7 separate regions of the Mus musculus genome follow, and all the other regions are linked to region 1. The links are chromatin contacts, called in public Hi-C, HiChIP or PLAC-seq and promoter capture Hi-C maps. All regions are on one chromosome and are shown on one strand. The core of a region is the stretch at or near the end of the contact, and the rest is flanking DNA. Distances in the headings are between cores, read along the strand shown.

Region 1 (2,756 bases), core at 84-2,583:
CCCTGGTTTCACCAGGATGTCGCCAAAAGCAAGAGGAAAAGATGAGTCCTTTTTAGGCTCCTCAGATTTCTTGTCTACCTCCCCTTCCAGCCCTGCACAGACCCTTCCAAGGCAGGCTGATCTGGGCGTTCCAGGATAGAAGACGCGACAAGAGGATGGAATCTGGGGAATGAACCACTGTCGCTCTGGACCTTAGGCTGCTGGAGCCCTGGAGGCACCTCTCTGCTGGCCTCAATTCCTGCAAAGCCGCCTCCCTTGTCACTGAAGCCTCTTGAGGTCTTCCTACTGTCAGGGCCCAGTGAGGCAGGCGCTGGGCGGGCCTGGCGGGCGGCGCGCTGTGATTGGGCGCCAGGGGGCCCGCCCCCTCATCCCGGCGCGTCGGGAGGGGGCGGGGCCAGCCGGCTGCCCAGCTCCAGGGCTGCGGGCGCCTATTGACCCAACGGCCGCTGCGCCGCCGCCGCTGCCGCCGCCGCCGTCTCCTCCGGCTCGTGGCGGGCGGTACAGGAGCGCCGAGTGGCGCTGGGGAACCGGCTCTTCCTTTCGCGGCTGCCGCCGCCATCTCCGCGTTCTCGGGGCGGGAAGGAGGGGGTGCTCCACGGCTGCAGCTGGAGCGGGCTCCTCTCCGGGGACGGTCCTCTCCTCCTCCCTCGGCTTGCCTCCTCCCGGCGCTGCCCGCCCCCTGCGCCCTCCGCGTGCAGCCCGGGCCCGCGAGGGGGAAGGTAGGGGCGGCGGGGGCCGGGAGAGGCCGGGGATCGGACGCACACGCCGAGGAAAGTCCTGGATTGCAGCGCTCCGGCGCACAGGGTGCACCCGGGTCGGGCCCCCGCAGTAGCCGCGGCAGGAAGGGGTTCTTCGGCGGGCACGCGGGGGCGGTGTGGCGGGGGTGGGCCTGGGTGTCCCGGCGCTAAGTTGTGGGGCACGGCGCCTCCAGGTCCAGTTCCTTCTTCCGCGCGCTCCTTGCTCCCAGCGCCGCACACTCGGCCCCGGAGCCGCGGAACCCGCGCGTTCTCTGGGCGCGGAGGACACGCCTGCCCTTGTCGAGAAAACTTTTCCTGCCGACTCAGTCGTGCCGGCCCGTGGCAGGAAGTCGGGCAGAGACCTCTCCTCTGACTGCTCCGACCGCCCTACCGGGTAGCGCTATCCTGCAGGAAAGCAAGTTTGTGGGGACCTTTGCCTTGCTCTCCAGGAGTCTGCCTTGCAGGGACGGCCGGCCTTGGGGAGGGCAGCGGGCCAGGGCGTAGGCCGAGGGCGCGTGGTGGCTCCGGAGACGAGGTGCGGAGCGCAGCCGGGACCCGCGCCGTAGCGCGCGAAGGGTGTGCGGCCGGGAGCAGGGAGCCCTCGGCGATCGCCGGCTGGAGTCCTCAGTCTTCTGCCTCCTTCGGGTGAGGACCGCGTCCTGGCCCCGAGTCCATCGAGGAAAATGAAGTTAAGTCGCCAGTTCACCGTGTTTGGCAGCGCGATCTTCTGCGTCGTAATCTTCTCACTCTACCTGATGCTGGACAGGGGTCACTTGGACTACCCTCGGGGCCCGCGCCAGGAGGGCTCCTTTCCGCAGGTAAGCACCTGGTGGCGGGCGCAAGCTGGAGGGCTGGTCCCGGGGCTCGCACTTCTCGGCACCGGGGCAGGGTGAGGCCGCACCCGACGACCGGCAGAGCCTCATCCGGCTTGCTGAGGTTTCGGACCGCTGAGTTTGCAAAGTGCTGGGCGTCATGCGGTGGCAGCCTTGGCACCGGGCAAAAGAGGACATATTCCCACATTTGCACCCGGGCCTGTGGAAGTGGGCTCGGCCACCTGCTGGTGGGGAACCGGTGTGAGTGTCGCCCCTAAGCTAGCTCAGGGTTAAAGCTGCCAGAGGCCGCCCAGATCCCTGAACGCACCGAGGCGCGGAAATTGATTAAACACAGCCCACCTAGGCAGATTTCTGTTTCTGACCCCTTTCCCTTTCACTGTCTCTTAAGAGATAAAAAAGTTTATTTCCTGTTGCAGCCCTTTGAGATATGGATAGTAGGGTTGATTTTAGTGTCGTCATGCTTCAGCTGTTACCTCGGGTTGGTTTGGAGCAGAGTGGGGAAGCGCCTGTTATTCTCTCACTGGAAGCTGTGCGGCGCTCAGTTCTCTGCGGGGTGGTCCAGCTGGCAGAGGAGTTGAACAAACGACCCACCCGAAGTCTTTCAGGAAAAGTTACTAGCAAATAACAAGAAATGGATGCAATAGGTTCTGTGTGGGAGGTGACCACGTAGCAATTGAGAGTGGCCTTTACGGCTTTTCTCTGTTGACACACATACATTTTAGTAGAAGCAGATGTGTGGAGAAATCCGAAGAATCCAAGTGTTGACAAGCTAACAACTAGTTGACCAGAGCAATCTACAACCTACCCGAATAAGGCTGATGTTTTGCCTTTTTTTTTCTTTTAATATGACAGTTTAAATGACTGGAAATAGCCCTTGCCATTTCTTCTGATATGCCAGGGTCAATGGCTTGGTGGGAATTTAATGAAATCGGAACGAGGACTTGCGGATTCTGTCATTAGTACACAGCACTAGAAGTATTTTTTTCTTTTAGAAGTGTGGAAATAAAAAGCTGGCCACAGACAGATGTTTCCAAATGTTTACAGCTTCTGCTTCCCCTATAGAGCACAGAGAGAAAATATATAACACATGCTCTCTGCTGCCTTTAAATTTTGAACTTGGGAGTTTGCACCGGCCTTGTGCAAAGGCTGGAGTAAACTGGCAGCCAGGGCCCGGGAGATCTGAGCT
Region 2 (2,756 bases), core at 120-2,619, 920 kb before region 1:
CAGCTTGCTTTCATCATGGTTGCCCCAAATCACAGCTTCAAAAGCTGGTCAAAGAAGCGTCTAGAGAATCGTCTTCTGGGTAGACTGTTACAACTCTTCAGATCCTACTCTGCTTTGCTGTGGAGTGGAAGTGGAGCGCAGGCACCAGAATAAAAGCTACTTTGGGGCCTGCAAGGTGGCTCCGTGGGTAAAAGCACTCACTGCCAAGGCAGCTGGCCAGAGTTCAATTCCCAGGATCCACGCTATGGAAGGAGAAAAGTGGACTGCCATAAACTGTCCTCTGAACTCCCACACACTCGCCCGCATCCAACACATGCACACAAATAATAAACAAACAAATAAATAAACAAATAAATAAATAAACTTAATGTTAAATTAAAAAAAAAACCATTACCATTGTTAGGAGTTGATTGACACCTTGAAAATTCAACAATGGAGAGTAATCAATGCTTTGCTTCTGATACTTAAATCCTGCTCCAAGCACTGCCTAGATTGTCTCACTAGACTCAGATCTGTGTACCCGTCTCATGTGTTCTAGCGCAACACTTGACTAGAGTATTGTCCAACCAAACAGTTGGCCTCAGTGTACTCCAGAAATATTTCCTGGGAAGTTTCATTCACTTTATTTTGTTCAGATCAAGGCCAAGCACGCTAACCCCTCTTAAACACTGGTGACTTGTCCTGCTGTGATTTTATGTCCCACCTTGATCATGCCATTTGGGGTCCCTCCCCTTCTCACAGGGATCTCTTAAGAGGACTTGGTGGACAGCACAAAAGATGACATTTACTCATTATAAATGTACATTGTAGTTCTTACTGCAGTCAAGTGCCTGTGACAATAATGCCTTAAACTGATTCATGATACATGCCACTAACATGTTCTTCATATTTGTATTACGTATGAAAACATCAAACACTATCTGGGAGATTTTGTTTCTATTCCCTCTTTTTTATTTTTATTTTTCAGTTGTCTGGTGAAGCATGTTCCCCATCCTGCTGTGATATTCTCCCCTGTCCACCCAAGATCCTCTGTTTATTTGTCCTCTCAATCCTTAGGAATTTGGAGACAGGAAGCTTGCTACAGGAGATAGAAGCCACGGGGTATCTACAGTGGTTATTTTTCTTCTTATGAGTGGAATGAAGTTGGGTCTTATCTCTCTGAAGGAACTCATAAATCTCTGGATACAATGAGCTCTAGTCTGGGAAATAAACCAAAAATTTTAATTTGGACTTTTTAAATGCTGCACTTCAGTGGTCCAAAGAAAATAACGAGTCACATATTTTCAAATACTGTAATGTGATTTATATACACCATTGTAATCTGGACACAGACTCAAGACACATGCAATCCCTCTGCTCCCTGGAGGCCCTTAGTGATGACATCACTTGCTAAAAAGTTGACAGGGAGAATCTCGAAGAATGTAGTGGAAAACCCCCAGCTGCATCTGCAATTGGTTATGAAACTCACAAAGATCAGATGTTTGTTATACTAGGAAAGATGACTACATCTTTGTGGGATTTGAGAGACTCTCTTGCTGTTACCACAAAAGATGTTAGGTCCTGCTCTGTCTACTTAAAGGCCCAGACTTTGAAATTTAGTAACAAGGGTCTAAGCTTGGGGACTTACCACTACCTTTCTGGCAAGAGTAGGGGCTAAAGTATATAGTGATAAAGGGGAAAATCCTACCCCTTGCCGCTAACCAACTCCCTTCACTCTCACAGTGAAGAGATTAGTGAAACTGAAGAAGATCTGTTCAAAGCAGATTTCGGCAGGCAGGCCATCTATGGAGACCATACAGCATAGAGAGAAGATCCCTATGTGCTGTTGTTCCCTGTGTTGGGTCTAGAGCCTTGACCACTATGTGCATTGAGAACCTGGGAAAGTTTCAAGAGGTGCCAGGGGTGCCAGAGAGAATGGCCTCGTCCCTCACTGGATGTTTTGTTCTGGAGAGCTGGCTCCATCTCTCATTGCTGGCGGCTCTCGGGAGAATGGGCCCTGAGCCTCGCCAGTCAGCACAGTAGAGCTGGCCCTGGTGGAGGGATTGCAGGTGAACCAGCCCCAAGGGTGAGGGCACTTGTCTGCGGTGAGATGGCATGGGTGCGTTGTGATGCTCTTTCCCCTCCCCCTCACCGTGACCTGTAGTAACTGGGAGGGCTGGCCCCGGGGTCACTAGAGAGGACGTCTATCCAGCGCTGCCCCATCACTGGCTGTGGGACTTGGGAGAGTGGGCCCTGCACAGATGACGGACAGGCCCAGCTGGATTAACCCTTGTACTTTGAGAAGGTTGAATGTTAGGCGTCCACCTGAAGATAAGGGCAGATTTTTGAGCAGGAGAAATGAGCTCTCCCTAATGGAACTGTTCAAGGTTACCTTAACAGTCCCCTTCTGAAAAGATAACTCTAGTACCATCTATGAAGTAGACTGAACTTGGGGAATAGATATATTTCTACTTGAAAATCCAGGGATTGATTCCTGAAGCTGTTCACCAGAAGGGACTAGTATGAAATTGGAGTTTCCATCAAACCTTCATGTATAGTCCCCAGGTAAGTATGCTAACTTTGAAGGATTTAAAAATATTTAAAAAGAACCAATCCCTCCACTCCCCAGACTAGTGCTTTTCTTGCCAACTGAGGCTATAGGTACAGAGAACCTATTATTTACTTTATGGAAGCCCAACTTGTCAATAAAAAAGACTATGGCCAATGAGCTGAGACAGGAAATAGGAGATGGAACATGAGAGAGAGAGAGAGAGAGA
Region 3 (2,756 bases), core at 111-2,610, 890 kb before region 1:
TTCATGAAGTCATTTTTAATGGCCAAGTAATACTCTATTGTATAAATGTATCACATTTTCTTTATCCATTCTTCAGTCAAGGGACATCCAAGTTGTTTCCAGTTTCTGGCTATTATGAATAAAGCTGCTATGAACATAGTTGAGCAAGTAGCAGGGGCTGTCTCTGATTACACTGCCTGCCTTTGGATCCCTTTCTCCTAACTGGGCTGCCTTGTTTACTCTCAACAAAAGATGTGCCTAGTCTTATTGCAACTTGGTGTGCCAAGGCTGGTTGATATCCATGGGAGGGCTCCCCTGGAGAAGGGGAGGAGGCAGGAGAGAGGGACTGGGAGGAGGGGAGGGAAGGGAAGATGCAATTAGGATATAAGGAGCATAAATAATTAATAAGAACAAAAACCAAAAGCATGAATTTAGAGGCGAGGCCTGGGAAAGTATCCTGAGTTCACAGTGCCACCTGAGCGCTGCAGACCTGAGAGTGAACTCCCTGAGTTCAGGTTTCATATCACACGCTAGCACTTTTCCCTTAGGACCATGTCGGTTTTTGTTTGGATGCTAATCACACACTGTACCGTTGCACCATTTTGTGATTCATTTAATGAAGCTTGTTTCCCTGTTTTGTATCATCAGAAGAAAACATCTTAGAGAACGGCTTGATCCTCCACTGTGCACACACTGTGTTTTATTACTAAGTGATGGAGAAATAAAGAGCTGAAAATAACATAGTCCTGGAAAGATATAAGTCGTAAAATCAGAGATATGTGACTTTAAAGGGATCCAAAATACCTTTCAGATCTATGATGTAAATAAGGTCTATAGAAAAGAAAAAAATTGTAAAATTTAGGATAAGAAAATTTCAATTTGTAGTATAGAATGGATATATATTGTATACAGCAAAGTCTGGAAGGTCTTAAATGGTGTTAAAGAAACTTACCCAGTGGCCCTGGGTGGAAACTAGGGGTCCTGCTGAAAGCGAAGCCAGGAGCAAAGAAGTAAGCGAAGAACAAACCACATGCTTTTCTTTTACAAATTGTGAGTGGGGATACCATAATCTGCTTGTTCTTAGGTCAACAGATGAAAAGGATACAGTGCAGCTATTGAAAAAGCAAAGTTATAAATGTCTGGAGCAAGGCGGAGGTATGCCCACCGCATAACATTCATCTGCAGAGAGAGGGCACATCCTATCAGGGATACTCCCAAGAAGGGAGATGCTTTGCAATGAATGAGTACAGGAGAAAATGGATCTCTGTCTGGGACCTCCCAATCCTGTTTGCAACATTAATAAAAACCAGGCTTGTGTAAGAATCTATTTATAGTCATATTTAGGATGCTTGGGTGATTATGAGCAACGGGCCAGTGATTCATCGCAGCATGATTGACTCTAGGGCCGTGTGTCGTGGGCTGTGCAAGGGTCTGTGTTGGCTTGGGTCTAGTTTAATGTCTTTAACGATCTGGAAAGGGGAGTAAATAGAATTTATAGGCGTTACTCAATTTCCCTCTAAGTTCATGGCCCCAAGTTAAACCTTTCCTGGCATGATTTGGGTGGTGCTCAGTCTGGCCTAGAAAGGATGGATTAACAGTCTCCAGTCCTTCACCCTTGACTGCTTGCCTTGCATATTAGAATTAATATTCTTTACACTTGACCCACTTTGCAAGCCCCAAGTTCCTCTGAAACATTTTTCCTTTGCTTCCTTTTTTTTTCTTTTTTTCTTTTTGCTGTATTTCTACTGAAAGAGTATGTGAAATGGCTCTCCTTTGTCCTATATTTAGTTATTATACTTCTCTCAGGACCTGAATTCATATATATACATCTACATATATATATATATATACATACATATATATATATATATATACATCTACATATATATATGAATTATATGTGTGTGTGTATCACCAATCTTCTATTATATTTAATTTAAATTTGACTACCCATTTTTATGAGTTGGATAGTCTGTTTCTCTCTTGACGTGTGTGTGTTTGTGTGTGTGTGTGTATATGAATTCTCATATATATATATTTGAGAGGCCCTTTCACATCTGATTCTTTAAAATCCTGCCCCCAAAGCATGATGTAGCTTATGCTGTACCCCTTCTTCTCAAGATATCGTGCACTTTGTGATTGATCCACTTGGGAAACGTCGTTCTCTTCCTTGAGGCCCTGCTTCTTTCCCAGTGGTCTGCTTAAGAATAGCAATCCCCATTGAAATGCTTTAGTCATTTCTAGGTAACAAAAGGGCCTAGCCATGGAAGCTAGGTACGGGGAAATCGAAGTCACTCAGAGCTTCTGTTTAGCCAGGATTCCTACCACAATCAGCTTTGTTCACAGCAACTGAATCCAGAGGGTAACATGATGCGGGATCTTCAAAATTCCCTCTCTGTTGTCCTTGCTGAGGGCTGGTGGGAATCAGTGTAGGGATTGGAGTACAGAGTGAGCCGTGATTATATTTTTCCTCCTGTGACATTGAGCTGTCATTTGTAAAAGTCTTGATGTAGAACCTTTAAAAAAATAAAGTTAGGAATTAAAACAAAACGAGCTGAGCCTGAATATATATATATATATTCCCCTCCCAATCCCTTTAAAACACACACACACAACCATGTTTAATAAGTAAGAGTTTAGCATCACAAGAAAACAAGGTTTTAAAATATATTACTAAAAGTTAAAAAAATCATAGGCTAGTCAGGCATAGTGGTGCACACCTTTAATTCCAATCCTCCAGAGGCAGCCTAGTCTATCCAGTGAGTTCTAGAAGAACC
Region 4 (2,756 bases), core at 161-2,660, 790 kb before region 1:
TTGGAATGTAGATGCTTTACAGAGCAGGGAGAAGCTAGGTGAGGAGGCACGGGTTTGAAGTTTGTCAAGCTGAGACTTGCCAAAATCAGTCCAAATTGGTGTGAGCTTCAGAAAACTGAAATGTAGGGATTTTGGGTTTTGTTTGTTTATTTGTTTGTTCTGGAGTTTTCTTCCTAACTCTAGGACCCACTCCAGTCCGTGCCTACCTCTGCACATCAGGCAGCCATCTTTTCAGGTCCCCAGAGGATGTCCCCTCGCAGCAGCAGAGTAGTCCTCGGTGCCCTCGAGGCGGTCCACATAGCTCTCAGCTACTTCAATGCCGAATTTCAGACACGATGATTTGTAGGCAGCCTATGAACCAGTCTGCCTAAATATTTTAGATAGTTTTCTTTCTGGCACATTCTTCATCTGATCAAACCAACATGTGGTCTACATGAAAGGGAAGGGAAGGAATGCCAGAAACAGAGAGAAAGACATAATCCTGGCTAATTTCTCAAGCCTATTCTCTGCCATTATTAATGAATAACTGATTCACTCAACAAACACAAAAGCATTAAGATGCTTAAGTCTGTGCATTCACATGCTAATTAAGGAAATCAAAGATGCATCTCATTAGCTTACAGGCTTTAGAGTCTGAGTTTGGCTGTCTATGCAGTGTAGTTTGTGTGATATTCAATATGCCTGCTTGAATCGGAGCCCTAAATTCGAATATTAAATATGTTTTTCTCCAGGAACACTCAGGATTAGAAAACATGTTAACGTTTCACTTTTTAAAATATACTCCACATTTTTAAACACTTCTGATTGCATTTTATCATTAGCTGTACGAGGCTCTTCATGGTTTAATTTTTTTCCTTGACCTTTTTGATAATGACATCCAGTGAAAAAGAATAGAACAGTGTATAACAAACTACAGAATGCAGTTGTTGTGTACATGAAAAGACATAGCATATTTCCATAATAATTATGTATAGATTATCTCTATATACCTGAGACATGGGGCATATGGTAGAATTCCTAGAGAACTTTTATTTTTGAATATGCCTTCAGTGTTCAAATCAGAAATAAGCACCATAAAGTCATGCAATGATTTCTAAAGAGACTGAGAGACAAAATATCAAGACTTTTGAAAGAAAGCCTTGCAGTTTAAAATAACATATCAAGACCAGCAAACATTAAGGAGGTTGAACCTCAGTTCATGGTGTTGTCATGGCAACAGTTTTTTAAAACAGAAAATGAGGACAAGGATGAACAGAGTTTAAGTCATGAAAAGACCAAATCCTTATTGTTTTTTACATTTTTTTTCCCCAGTCGCTAAGTTTCTGCAGGAGATACCTCTAGACAACAAAGTTCCTCCCTTCTGGATTTTTCTAGCCTCTTTGCTTCCTAAAGGCTTCCTGATATCGCTCCCCACCCAGCCCCCTTGAGCCTCTCTGCTTCCCTGGCTACTGGCCGAAAAGTGTGTGCAGTTCAGAGGCTCCAAGAGAGGTTCTCAGAAGAAAACAAAACAAAACAAAGCAAGCAATTGGATGTTTTTCAGCCCCCTGAGTCACACTTCAATGTTCCAGGTCTTGTGCTTTTGGAACTGAAACGGAGAAGACCCACCCACCCGCCCCGCCTGGGGCCTCTCTGATTTTAAGCTCTTGAAAACACCACACATTAACTTCAGTTCTTAGTTCCAGGCAAACTGAGGTGGTTAGTCACCCTACCTACTGGAGAGGGCATCCTGGAAGCCCTCTTTTCCGATCCTTAGATTTTGATTTTCCTGTCTAACTCCCCAAAAGTACTACACCCTTGCACCCAAAAGGCTTGTCAGGTGTGTCACTGGGGCTAGTGTCAAAGGCCACTGCATCTTTTACAGAGTCAAGCGCCAGCTATTCAACTGAGCGCCGTGTAAAAAAAAACGGTTCAGAACGTACCTTTAAGGCTTTTTAGTTGGGCGCGGTGCCTTGGGCACACTCGCCATCCCAGCTCTCAGGATGTGGAGGCAGGAAGATCAGGGATTAAAATTCATCCTGAAACAGATGAAACCCTGCCACAAACCAGTGTATATGCAGATATACAAAGAGACTACTTGGCTGATTATGCCACCGTACTGTGTCTTTTGTAGTCCCAGTTCTAAAAATGAATCACACAGTTGGCCGGGCAGTAGTGGCACACACCTTTAATCCCAGAACTTGGGAGGCAGAGGCAAGCAGATCTCAGAGTTTGAGGTCAACCTGGTCTATAAAGTGAGTTCCAGGACAGCCAAAGCTACACAGAAAAAAAAAAAAACCTGCCTTGATAAACAAACAAACAAACAAAACCAAAACACAAACAAACAAGAATATGACTGTTATAAATAACTTATATTCTTCATGTATATCTACATGAATATGGAAAATAAAGAAACAATAATCATCTGATGACATAGAGGTGACAGCTAACACTTTGTCATCTCGATGTCTCCCTTTATGTACTAACGCATATGTAGCATGTATATATATATATATATATATATTAAATGCATTTTAATTTTCTATTCTATTTTTCTCTTGAAACATTTGTTAATAGACTAAATACTTGCTCCTGCTGTTCCCATTCCTTCAAATGTGCTAAAGCTCCTCCTATCAAAAGAATGGTCTATAGAGATGGGACTTGGGAGGTGATCGGGTTTGCACATGACCATGAAGGGAGGGCCCTCATTGTGGAATTACTGCCCTTCTAAGAAAGGGCTATAGAGCTCATACTGTCTCTCTGTCCCACTGAAGGTACTA
Region 5 (2,756 bases), core at 103-2,602, 680 kb before region 1:
CTATGATTCTTAACTTTTTTCCTAGGTTTTCTAACTCCAGAGTTCTCTCTCTTTGTGATTTCTTTATAGTTTCTAGTTCCAGTTTTAGATCCTGGATGGTTTTGTTCCTTTCCTTTGCTTGTTTGATTGTTCTTTTCCTGTAACCCTTTAAGGGATTTTTTTGTTTCCTCTTTAAGGGCTTCTAGCTGTTTACTTGTATTCTCCTGTATTTCTTTAAGGGAGTTATTTATGTCCTTTTTAATGTCCACTGTCATCATCATGAGAAGTGATTTTAGATCTGGATTTTGCTTTTCCAGTGTGTTGGGGTATCCAGGACTTGCTATGGTGGGAGAATTGGGTTCGGATGATTCCAAGTAACCTTGGTTTCTGTTGCTTATGTTCTTATGCTTGCCTCCCACCATCTCGCTATCTCTAGTGCTACCTGCCCTGGCTATGTCTGACTGGAGCCTGTCCTTCCTGTGATTCTGGTTCTCTGAGTCAAGCTGTCTCTATGATCTTGTGATTCTGGGATCCTGTGATCCCGAGTTTCTGGGTGTGTCAGAGCTCCTGGGAATCAAGCTGCCTTTGGGACCTTGAGATCCTGGTGTGACCAAACTCCTGGGATCCTGTGATTCTCTGATCCTAGGCATGTTAGAATGCCTGGGAGTGGAGCTACCTCTGGGTGTTGTGGGGCTGGCTGCAGAGTTTGCGCCCAAGGGTCTGCTCAGGGTGCTGGCCCAGCCTTTGTTACTCTTTAATGTACATGTGCATCTTTTAGATTTGTTCTCTCAAAGCCTCCTAAGATTACTCTTGTCTTTATTGACATCTTGGACACTAGTTTAAACGTTAGCATTTGCATGCTTTTCCTGCTTCCACAGTCTCGTGTGAGCAGCTGTTCCAGTTTGCTGTAAGCTCTTGGAGCTGAGAAGGATTTTATGTGTGCACTTATGTGTTCTGACGTTGATTTACCTAGCACTGGCTGCACAGGAACCTCGGTGCTGAGCACTGACCGTTAGTACTTGGCATAGCACTCTATACACAGTACACAGTCAGCCGACTTGATTCTCCATTGAGTGTGGGAAATAACATAACAACACAGTGGGGATTGCATATAGTGAGGATAAAACTTAGCTGTCTGCTATCTTCCATGTTTTCCTCAGGGAAGGAAACAGAAAAGGCCAAGGAGCGCTATGACAAAGCTACAATGAAGCTTCATATGCTGCATAATCAGTATGTGTTGGCACTGAAGGGGGCACAGCTCCATCAGAGCCAGTACTATGATACCACACTTCCTCTGCTGCTGGACTCCGTGCAAAAGATGCAAGAAGAAATGATAAAAGCACTGTAAGATACATTTCCTGTTTATCATAAGATCCCCTCAGAGCACGACTCAGCATTTCTGCCGCAGTTCCATTTGTGTCAGAAGCTTCCTTATGGCTGAGACCACTGGGCACCTCAGAGCCATTTCCTTTTCTTGTTCCTTCAGTTGTGCTCTGCCCCTAGCATGCTGAGGATAGACCTCTGTGTTTGTTACTGACTCTGCTGCTCTAGTCAGCTCCGTGTTTAAGTCAGGACTTGCCTCCCGAGGGCTGGGCATTTAAACTCCATTTCAGAAGCTTCAAGGAGAGAACTGTTTGGAAGCTTATTTATAGCTTCCCTTTCTTTTCCTCTATGAGATTAAAATCCACTCATGTTTATTGAAGGTCTGGTGTATTTATAAGAGCACACTGCTTTGTGCTTGGGAATGTAAGTATAAGTGGAGTTTCTTACCTTTAACTAGTTAACAGTGCATTGCAGTTAATAAGCACATATATTCTGTCCTGTATTTAGGAGAGCAGGCAATGATGAGCCACATTTGATGGACTTCACTTTCTTTATCTTCTGGCTTTGCATTGTGCAAATATTTAAATCCATTTTACTTTCACTGAAAATGTGTGTGGGTATTTTTTTTTTCCTGATTAATTTGAAATGTGTTTGTTCCTAACACTATTTTTCTGTTAAAACAAAGAAGTTAGTTGGGTGTGTCCAAGCACTTGGAGACATGTGTGAGCACAGGGTTTTTGTGAATTTGAAGCACCTTGGTCTACATAGCAAGTTTCAGGCCAGCCAGAGCTACATAATAAGACCCCATCTCAAAAACCAGCCAACCGACCAAGCAAGCAAACAAAAAACTTATAGTAATTGAAGTAATATTCAAGGGAGTCTTGTAAGTAATGATTTCGATTCATAAATAGTTATTTTAGAAATAGAAACAGAAACAGGCAAACCCTGCTTTACATTTATATAGGTATATGCAGAATAGGCTTATTTGCCCATACTTGCTTTGAAGCCAGTAATAATCAATATTTATAAACCACAATCCTTAAAAGCAGGGGATCTCGTCAGTGTAACATTCTTTTCAGTTAGACCAAGCAAAAAACCTTGATGATTTTGCTGCATTCTGGAGTTCAGGAGAAGAAACAGATGCCACTGAAGTTGAAGCTTAACTAAATAATACCCATATCCCCAGGGCTAAGGTGCATTTGAGGAGTGCAGCATCTGCGGAGTATCACACACTAGAAAAGAAACACTCACACACAGAATCCCTGTGTTGAAAAACAAAACAAAACAGAACAAACAAACAAAAGGCTCAAAAGTGTTTCCATAAAAGTAGTGAGTAATAGAGTATTATTAATGCTGCCCAGCCCTCCCTTTTGGCCACAAAGTACATTTAAATAGGTAATGGTGAATTAAATTACTGCATAATTGCATAGCCCCTTCATGCCCTTTTGTAGGAA
Region 6 (2,756 bases), core at 67-2,566, 650 kb before region 1:
TTCATGGGGTTAAGGAATGCTACAAATCGATGTAGACTTTCTTCATCTCTATATTTTTGTATATAGTTACTTAAATTTGTCAAAAATTATATCATTGGTTTTCAGATATAGCCTATGTTAGCAGTGTTCAACTATTACTCATCTATAAATGTTGGTGTTGTAAATTGTTAGCAAGGTTCAACTACTACAGATCTATATATTTTAATCTTATAAGCCTTTTATTGGTCATAAAACATTCAGTATGTCTGTCATTGATCAGGCCCCCGTGCAGGTGAGGAGAAGATTGTTTGCTGACGTGTAGCCTGCTCACTATGCTTAGAAGACTTAAGCTGAATTCAGACAGCATGAAAACACTGAGATACGTTTTTTTGTTGTTGTTGTTGTTGTTTTGGCTTTGTGTATAATAGAATTATATAGACTTTATTTAACTGTAATCAATTTCCTTATTATTTTATCTTGTTTCAAGGATTTGATTCTTGTATGATATCTAATAAGATTAAGTAAACCTGGGCTCTTTTGTGGCTTTGATCATGCTTTCCTGCATGATGCAGTGAGTATTTACTGTTGTCTTTCACTTGGATACTTGTGTTAGTATGAGAAAAACTTACTTCATCACAAAAATTCTTAGGCACACCCCATGAGCGTTTTCTGTATTTTAAAGAAATGTAAGATTATACAGGTATAGTGTATTATACAGATAGGGAGATTCAGATTTTTCACCAGTGTACGTACCAACAGAAATTAATGCCTACATACTTGCTAGCATTTGATGACAGCATACAATTTAGAGGTCTCATTTTAATTTAGTGGTTGCTCATTACAATTTAGAAAGTTGCACTATGGAATTAAACCATAATTGTTTCTATTTTGGAAGTCATACTATGCTTTTATGATGATGGGATAATTAGTGCAAGTACTTAAGGCTCTGGTAGATGGAGACTAAAACCAGCCTGGTCTGCCCACATTAAGTTCTGGCTTTTTCCTTTTTATAGGAATATGAAAACCTAATTTAATTGTGCCATTTCTTATGGGCTTCTTGGCTGATCTGTGGGAATATTGCTTTTTTCCCATTTCCCTGAGCCAGAAACAGCAGTGACAGTGTGCCAAGCATGCCGTGCAATTTGATTTGGGGTTAGCAAACATGGGAATGTTCCAGTGTTCATGAATCCATTAGCTGATTGGGTAGAGTTGTGAAAGTGATGATGCTCAGAGCTTCAGTTTAACATTTCTAAGAAAGGCAGTTCAGTGCAATGGCTGCGGGTAGGAGAGAAACAGGGGCCATAGCGCAGCTGTGGTGACTCAGCCTTTGTCGTCAGTGCTTAGTCAGACCTTTGGTAGCTCTGGCCTTATGAAGCTTCACATTGCAAGGCCTTTGTCTTGCTGTAACCACTGTTAACATTTGCTTCTTGCCTTAGTCCACAGACTACTTGAGGTAGCTAAATACAGCAGAATATAAAATTACAACCAGGAAAAATAGAGATTGTAACCAGATATCAAGACCACACAAAAACTGTAGTGGACTGTGGTCTCTACATGTGTGGTTACTATGGTAGACTATATTCTGCATGTATGGTTATTTTGATAGACGGTGCTCTGCATGTGTGGTTACGATGGTAGACTATGACCTGCTTATGTGGTTGCTATGGTAGACTGTGCCCTGCATGTGTGGCTACTGTGGTAGACTGTGGCCTGCTTGCGTGGTTACTATGTTAGACTGTGCCCTGCATGTGTGGCTACTGTGGTAGACTGTGGCCTGCTTGCGTGGTTACTATGTTAGACTGTGCCCTGAGTGTGTGGTTACTATGTTAGACTGTGCCCTGAGTGTGTGGTTACTATGGTAGACTGTGCCCTGAGTGTGTGGTTACTATGGTAGACTGTGCCCTGAGTGTGTGGTTACCATGTTAGACTGTGCCCTTAGTGTGTGGTTACTATGTTAGACTATGCCCTGAGTGTGTGGTTACCATGGTAGACTGTGCCCTGAGTGTGTGGTTACCATGTTAGACTGTGCCCTGAGTGTGTGGTTACCATGGTAGACTGTGCCCTGAGTGTGTGGTTATCATGGTAGACTGTGCCCTGAGTGTGTGGTTACCATGGTAGACTGTGCCCTGAGTGTGTGGTTACTATGGTAGACTGTGCCCTGAGTGTGTGGTTACTATGGTAGACTGTGCCCTGAGTGTGTGGTTACTATGGTAGACTGTGCCCTGAGTGTGTGGTTACTGCTCTTGCACCATGTGAGCCATTACTTTGTAGGTATCTCAAAGGTAAAAATACAATGGAAGCTGAAGTCACACAGCCTTAACTGAAAGAAGGTATGTCACATTGCAGGAGAGGAAGGTTTCATTGCATTTAGCCTTAATTAAATGTGTAGCTGTCCCACTGACACTTGTGGGACAGCTGTCACACACATGCTGTGTGACCCTTGATAGTACTACAGCAGCTAATGTAGGAATGTGATTCATAAAACCTTCTAAAACAAAATCTAGAATCCCTTAGCAGAAGAGGAGAACATGACACCAGAATCAGCTCTCTGGGATGAAGAATGCCCCAGTCAACTTCCTTCATTTTACAATAATGTCTACACTTAGAGCAGGAGACAACATGGATGTGTTTGGGTTTTCCTTTAGGCCAGGTACAAGGGTGCTGGCCCATATTCCCAGCTACTCCTCAGATGGTAATGATGGCTCCGGGAACTCAGGACCAGGTCACAGCTCCACACAATTGTCTCAGACCAAAGCTAGACAGAAACTGCCCCAGCC
Region 7 (2,756 bases), core at 133-2,632, 600 kb before region 1:
CTCCTTGTCCCCTGAGACTGCCTTCACTGAACCCTAGGGCACTCAAAACGAGCAGGGAGCTTCATCTTTGATTTTGGAGAACCTCTGACTTCCAGAATTGTAAGGTAACTAGTCTGTGCCGCTTTAGACTGTCGCACTTTGTGGTCATCCGTTAGGGCAATAGTATATGCAGGAAGTGAGGTTAGGAGTGACATATGATTGTTATTTTATGTACAAGGGTTCGATCTCTGTATTGAGGGTGATAGACAACTCTGAAAGGTTTTATTCTGAGAAGAATTATGATCAAATTTGTATTTTGTACAGGTAATTGTGGCTTTCTTATAGAAACCATTCAGTGTATTGATAACCAGTGACATTGAAATGACGAAAGAAGGCATAAGATCAGTTTGGGACTTAGATAATGATGGGGTGCTGCTGAGATAAATTTGTGACCCCCTAGCTTAGTGACCTGTGACACCACCTTATTTACTGTTCTGGCCCCACTGCAGGCCAACAGACTGAGGGACTATGGGAGTGGTGCTGAAAAGTCTCAGCACCCTGTGGGTGGTCCTGATGCCATGATGCTGAAGGGCCATCCATGCAGACTGACCTGTGTGAAAAGGAATAAGCTCTCCACACCTGTGTGGTCTCTTCATTACCTGGGCTCCATGGGTCAGGCTACCCGAGTGTAGCAAGCTTACATCCATTTAACCTTGGAAAGATAGGAAGTGGGGTGGGAATCACCTTTATCAGAAAATAGCCTGATAGTCATTTGATGTATAAATAAATGGTGATCTCTTTAAACTTTAATTCCTTCACGGTATCCTAATGATAAAGAATCAATGAAGCAGAAATACCTATTTTATGGCTTTTTGGAGAAGTTGATGTTCCAAAATTGATTTTCACAGTCTCATGAGAATTTTAAAGAAATATACTTAAAATAGTATTCTGCATGAAGATTATGTTTTTTTTTTTTAATCTTGGGAGTTGTATGCTTGTGATAGTCATTCAAAAGTAGTTTTAGAACAGGATATATAGAAAGTTAAATAATTTTAGAATTAGAAATTTGAACGATGTTTGATATATTTTTGACTAAGAAAGCCAAACTGAATATTCTTTCCTCATTGAAATGCTCCTCATGTCTATGCAGCACACACTTTGAGCATACCTTAGTTCTCTTGTCTAATATAGCCCACTTTTGCAATAATACACTTTCCGAATTCCCGTCACTCTTTTCGTCACTCAGAATGGTGTCAGTGTGGTAGAACACGCATAGAACAAGCTGACTGCTTCCGTGCTTCTTTACCACTGCTATTAACATGCCCATGAACTGCCTTCTCCTCCTGGGACTAGTGATGGCAAGCCTGGGCGTCGTAGCCCCGCTGCATTCCTTAGCACTGACTCTTCAGCCAGTGTTCCTGGATGAGGTCATTGAGTTGATGCTGGGATGCTGGCAGTTTGCACAGAGCAATGCTTGAGGTGACGGAGCACTTCAGTGAACGTTCCTGAGGAAGGAATCGCTAGCTCCAGCACAGACTTCAGCACTGATGCCCCTCCGAGAGAGGCTTGTCCCTCCGCTATGACATCATATTGTCACAGTTGCTGCTTTTTCAGGGATCCTGCTGGCACCTTGCTGTTCACCTCCTTTAAATCTCTCTCAGCTTCTGCTCTAGCCCAAATTAAAATCTGTTTAATTCTTAATTGAGTTGAGTTTTGACTAAAATCTGGACAGATGATTCATATAATTCTAGGTAATGAAATATATGTAAGGTAGTAAATTAACTTTTGTCACCCTGTGACAGAAAAACTTTTGACAGGACAGTCATTCTTAGCAGCTTCTTCAGCATATCAGATAGACTAGTCTTTCAAAGCCTTGTGGAATTCCCAAGTTAAGAACAGAGGAAATATTGAAGTTATCCATCTGGAGTCTGTCAGAAACATTTGACTTCAGACACTTCAGAGTTTTAATAGCAGAATCAAGGTCACAGAGGATCAGAAGACAAATGGAAGAATAAAAATCCACTTTCAAGTCCTTCTACATCTGCTAACATGCATCCTTCTAAAAATGGTATAATTTTGACCTAGCATGAAGAGGCTGCTCTAGGCAAGCGCTCTCTCTCTCTCTCTCTCTCTCTCTCTCTCTCTCTCTCTCTCTCTCACACACACACACACACACACACACACACACACACACACGCACACACACCCCTACATCCCCACATTCATTCACCTCTGGAGACTATTCTTTCTGTCCTGTCACCTTCTCTCCGTCTCCTGCCCTCCCTTCCTCTCCCCTTTCTGTTCTCTTTTTACTTTCCTTTTTTTGTTGTTGTTGTTTTTTGTTGTTGTTGTTTGATGTGATCAGCAAGGATTCATTGATCGCCCATTGTATACAGCTGTGCTGCTAGTAGCTCTTTCATAAACTCTTTGTGGAGAGTTAAAGTTTGTAGAGGGAGAGCTCTGGAGAATATGGAAAGGGAAATGAGGGTGTGCTCAATTATAAAAACTATTCAACTGTTCGAATTGATAACAAATAAAAAAGTATGAAAATGTGCATCAGAAGTATAAAATATCAGAAGTATGGAATGGGATGAAATGCCCCACTACAGCTAAGCAGTGGCATGGGCAGTTTGCAAGTGTGCTTGGGGATTAAGATTTAAAAAATTAAACAGTGGGGCATTGACTAAGCTGCTGAAAATATAGGAGACTAGGATCTGAAAAATTCTTATCAAGCATATAAATAAATGCTTGATCTTTTCATTTTACTAACAAACACA

Evidence for each region. Promoter capture Hi-C pulls out the DNA fragments that hold promoters and counts their contacts. HiChIP or PLAC-seq counts read pairs in DNA pulled down with a chosen protein or histone mark. Hi-C and Micro-C count contacts between places; a contact is called where the count stands out from the background.
Region 2: a contact with region 1 is called in an H3K27ac HiChIP or PLAC-seq map of the NIH/3T3 cell line, with 12 times the contacts expected there. The contact joins the enhancer-like site here to the promoter of Man2a1 in region 1. A contact is called at or near these places in 3 of 39 promoter capture datasets (the 3T3-L1 cell line, 3T3-L1-derived adipocytes and hippocampal neurons), 1 of 15 datasets of contacts at CTCF or cohesin (the NIH/3T3 cell line) and 4 of 115 datasets of contacts at active chromatin or transcription factors (the NIH/3T3 cell line, embryonic forebrain, fibro-adipogenic progenitors and 1 more).
Region 3: a Hi-C map of embryonic fibroblasts shows a contact between it and region 1, with 3 times the contacts expected there. The contact joins the enhancer-like site here to the promoter of Man2a1 in region 1. A contact is called at or near these places in 4 of 39 promoter capture datasets (the 3T3-L1 cell line, hippocampal neurons and liver), 3 of 484 Hi-C or Micro-C datasets (the N1E-115 cell line, cortical neurons and embryonic fibroblasts) and 4 of 115 datasets of contacts at active chromatin or transcription factors (embryonic forebrain, forebrain, neural tube and 1 more).
Region 4: a contact with region 1 is called in an H3K27ac HiChIP or PLAC-seq map of neural progenitor cells, with 8 times the contacts expected there. The contact joins the enhancer-like site here to the promoter of Man2a1 in region 1. A contact is called at or near these places in 4 of 39 promoter capture datasets (the 3T3-L1 cell line, 3T3-L1-derived adipocytes, hippocampal neurons and 1 more), 1 of 15 datasets of contacts at CTCF or cohesin (the NIH/3T3 cell line), 8 of 484 Hi-C or Micro-C datasets (the N1E-115 cell line, cerebellum, cerebral cortex and 3 more) and 8 of 115 datasets of contacts at active chromatin or transcription factors (the NIH/3T3 cell line, T-cell acute lymphoblastic leukemia, astrocytes and 5 more).
Region 5: a contact with region 1 is called in a promoter capture Hi-C map of HPC-7-derived erythroid cells, with 3 times the contacts expected there. The contact joins the enhancer-like site here to the promoter of Man2a1 in region 1. A contact is called at or near these places in 3 of 39 promoter capture datasets (HPC-7-derived erythroid cells, hippocampal neurons and pre-B cells) and 3 of 115 datasets of contacts at active chromatin or transcription factors (astrocytes, embryonic forebrain and forebrain).
Region 6: an H3K27ac HiChIP or PLAC-seq map of the NIH/3T3 cell line shows a contact between it and region 1, with 9 times the contacts expected there. The contact joins the enhancer-like site here to the promoter of Man2a1 in region 1. A contact is called at or near these places in 12 of 39 promoter capture datasets (the 3T3-L1 cell line, 3T3-L1-derived adipocytes, the C10 cell line and 8 more), 12 of 484 Hi-C or Micro-C datasets (the MC3T3-E1 cell line, the N1E-115 cell line, adipose-derived mesenchymal stem cells and 7 more), 10 of 115 datasets of contacts at active chromatin or transcription factors (the NIH/3T3 cell line, T-cell acute lymphoblastic leukemia, astrocytes and 7 more) and 1 of 9 other capture datasets (embryonic stem cells).
Region 7: a CTCF HiChIP or PLAC-seq map of the NIH/3T3 cell line shows a contact between it and region 1, with 5 read pairs. The contact joins the enhancer-like site here to the promoter of Man2a1 in region 1. A contact is called at or near these places in 4 of 39 promoter capture datasets (the 3T3-L1 cell line, hippocampal neurons, maxillary cranial neural crest and 1 more), 1 of 15 datasets of contacts at CTCF or cohesin (the NIH/3T3 cell line) and 3 of 115 datasets of contacts at active chromatin or transcription factors (T-cell acute lymphoblastic leukemia, embryonic stem cells and neural tube).

The regions. Positions count from the first base shown.
Region 1 is chr17:64,600,316-64,603,071 of GRCm38.p6, forward strand. Man2a1 (mannosidase 2, alpha 1) reads left to right here and starts at 1,334. Exons shown (of 22, transcript NM_008549.2): 1 at 1,334-1,555. The coding sequence starts at 1,421.
Region 2 is chr17:63,677,067-63,679,822 of GRCm38.p6, forward strand. No RefSeq gene overlaps it. Among named protein-coding and RNA genes, the nearest start is that of Fbxl17, 180 kb to the left of the region's middle. Within about 2 kb of position 1,370, at least 51 of the 459 cell types and tissues checked have an H3K27ac peak or open chromatin away from gene starts, as enhancers often do. A contact at or near this core is called in the NIH/3T3 cell line, where this site is marked.
Region 3 is chr17:63,711,706-63,714,461 of GRCm38.p6, forward strand. No RefSeq gene overlaps it. Among named protein-coding and RNA genes, the nearest start is that of Fer, 150 kb to the right of the region's middle. Within about 2 kb of position 1,361, at least 45 of the 459 cell types and tissues checked have an H3K27ac peak or open chromatin away from gene starts, as enhancers often do. A contact at or near this core is called in embryonic fibroblasts, where this site is marked.
Region 4 is chr17:63,807,486-63,810,241 of GRCm38.p6, forward strand. No RefSeq gene overlaps it. Among named protein-coding and RNA genes, the nearest start is that of Fer, 55 kb to the right of the region's middle. Within about 2 kb of position 1,411, at least 26 of the 459 cell types and tissues checked have an H3K27ac peak or open chromatin away from gene starts, as enhancers often do. A contact at or near this core is called in astrocytes, fibro-adipogenic progenitors, neural progenitor cells and 1 more, where this site is marked.
Region 5 is chr17:63,920,474-63,923,229 of GRCm38.p6, forward strand. It overlaps Fer (fer (fms/fps related) protein kinase), which reads left to right. Exons shown (of 19, transcript NM_001037997.3): 5 at 1,140-1,323. Among named protein-coding and RNA genes, the nearest start is that of Gm52300, 48 kb to the right of the region's middle. Within about 2 kb of position 1,353, at least 27 of the 459 cell types and tissues checked have an H3K27ac peak or open chromatin away from gene starts, as enhancers often do.
Region 6 is chr17:63,947,770-63,950,525 of GRCm38.p6, forward strand. The region is part of intron 9 of Fer (fer (fms/fps related) protein kinase); the gene reads left to right. Among named protein-coding and RNA genes, the nearest start is that of Gm52300, 21 kb to the right of the region's middle. Within about 2 kb of position 1,317, at least 54 of the 459 cell types and tissues checked have an H3K27ac peak or open chromatin away from gene starts, as enhancers often do. A contact at or near this core is called in the NIH/3T3 cell line, adipose-derived mesenchymal stem cells, embryonic fibroblasts and 1 more, where this site is marked.
Region 7 is chr17:64,002,264-64,005,019 of GRCm38.p6, forward strand. The region is part of intron 12 of Fer (fer (fms/fps related) protein kinase); the gene reads left to right. Among named protein-coding and RNA genes, the nearest start is that of Gm52300, 34 kb to the left of the region's middle. Within about 2 kb of position 1,383, at least 83 of the 459 cell types and tissues checked have an H3K27ac peak or open chromatin away from gene starts, as enhancers often do. A contact at or near this core is called in the NIH/3T3 cell line, where this site is marked.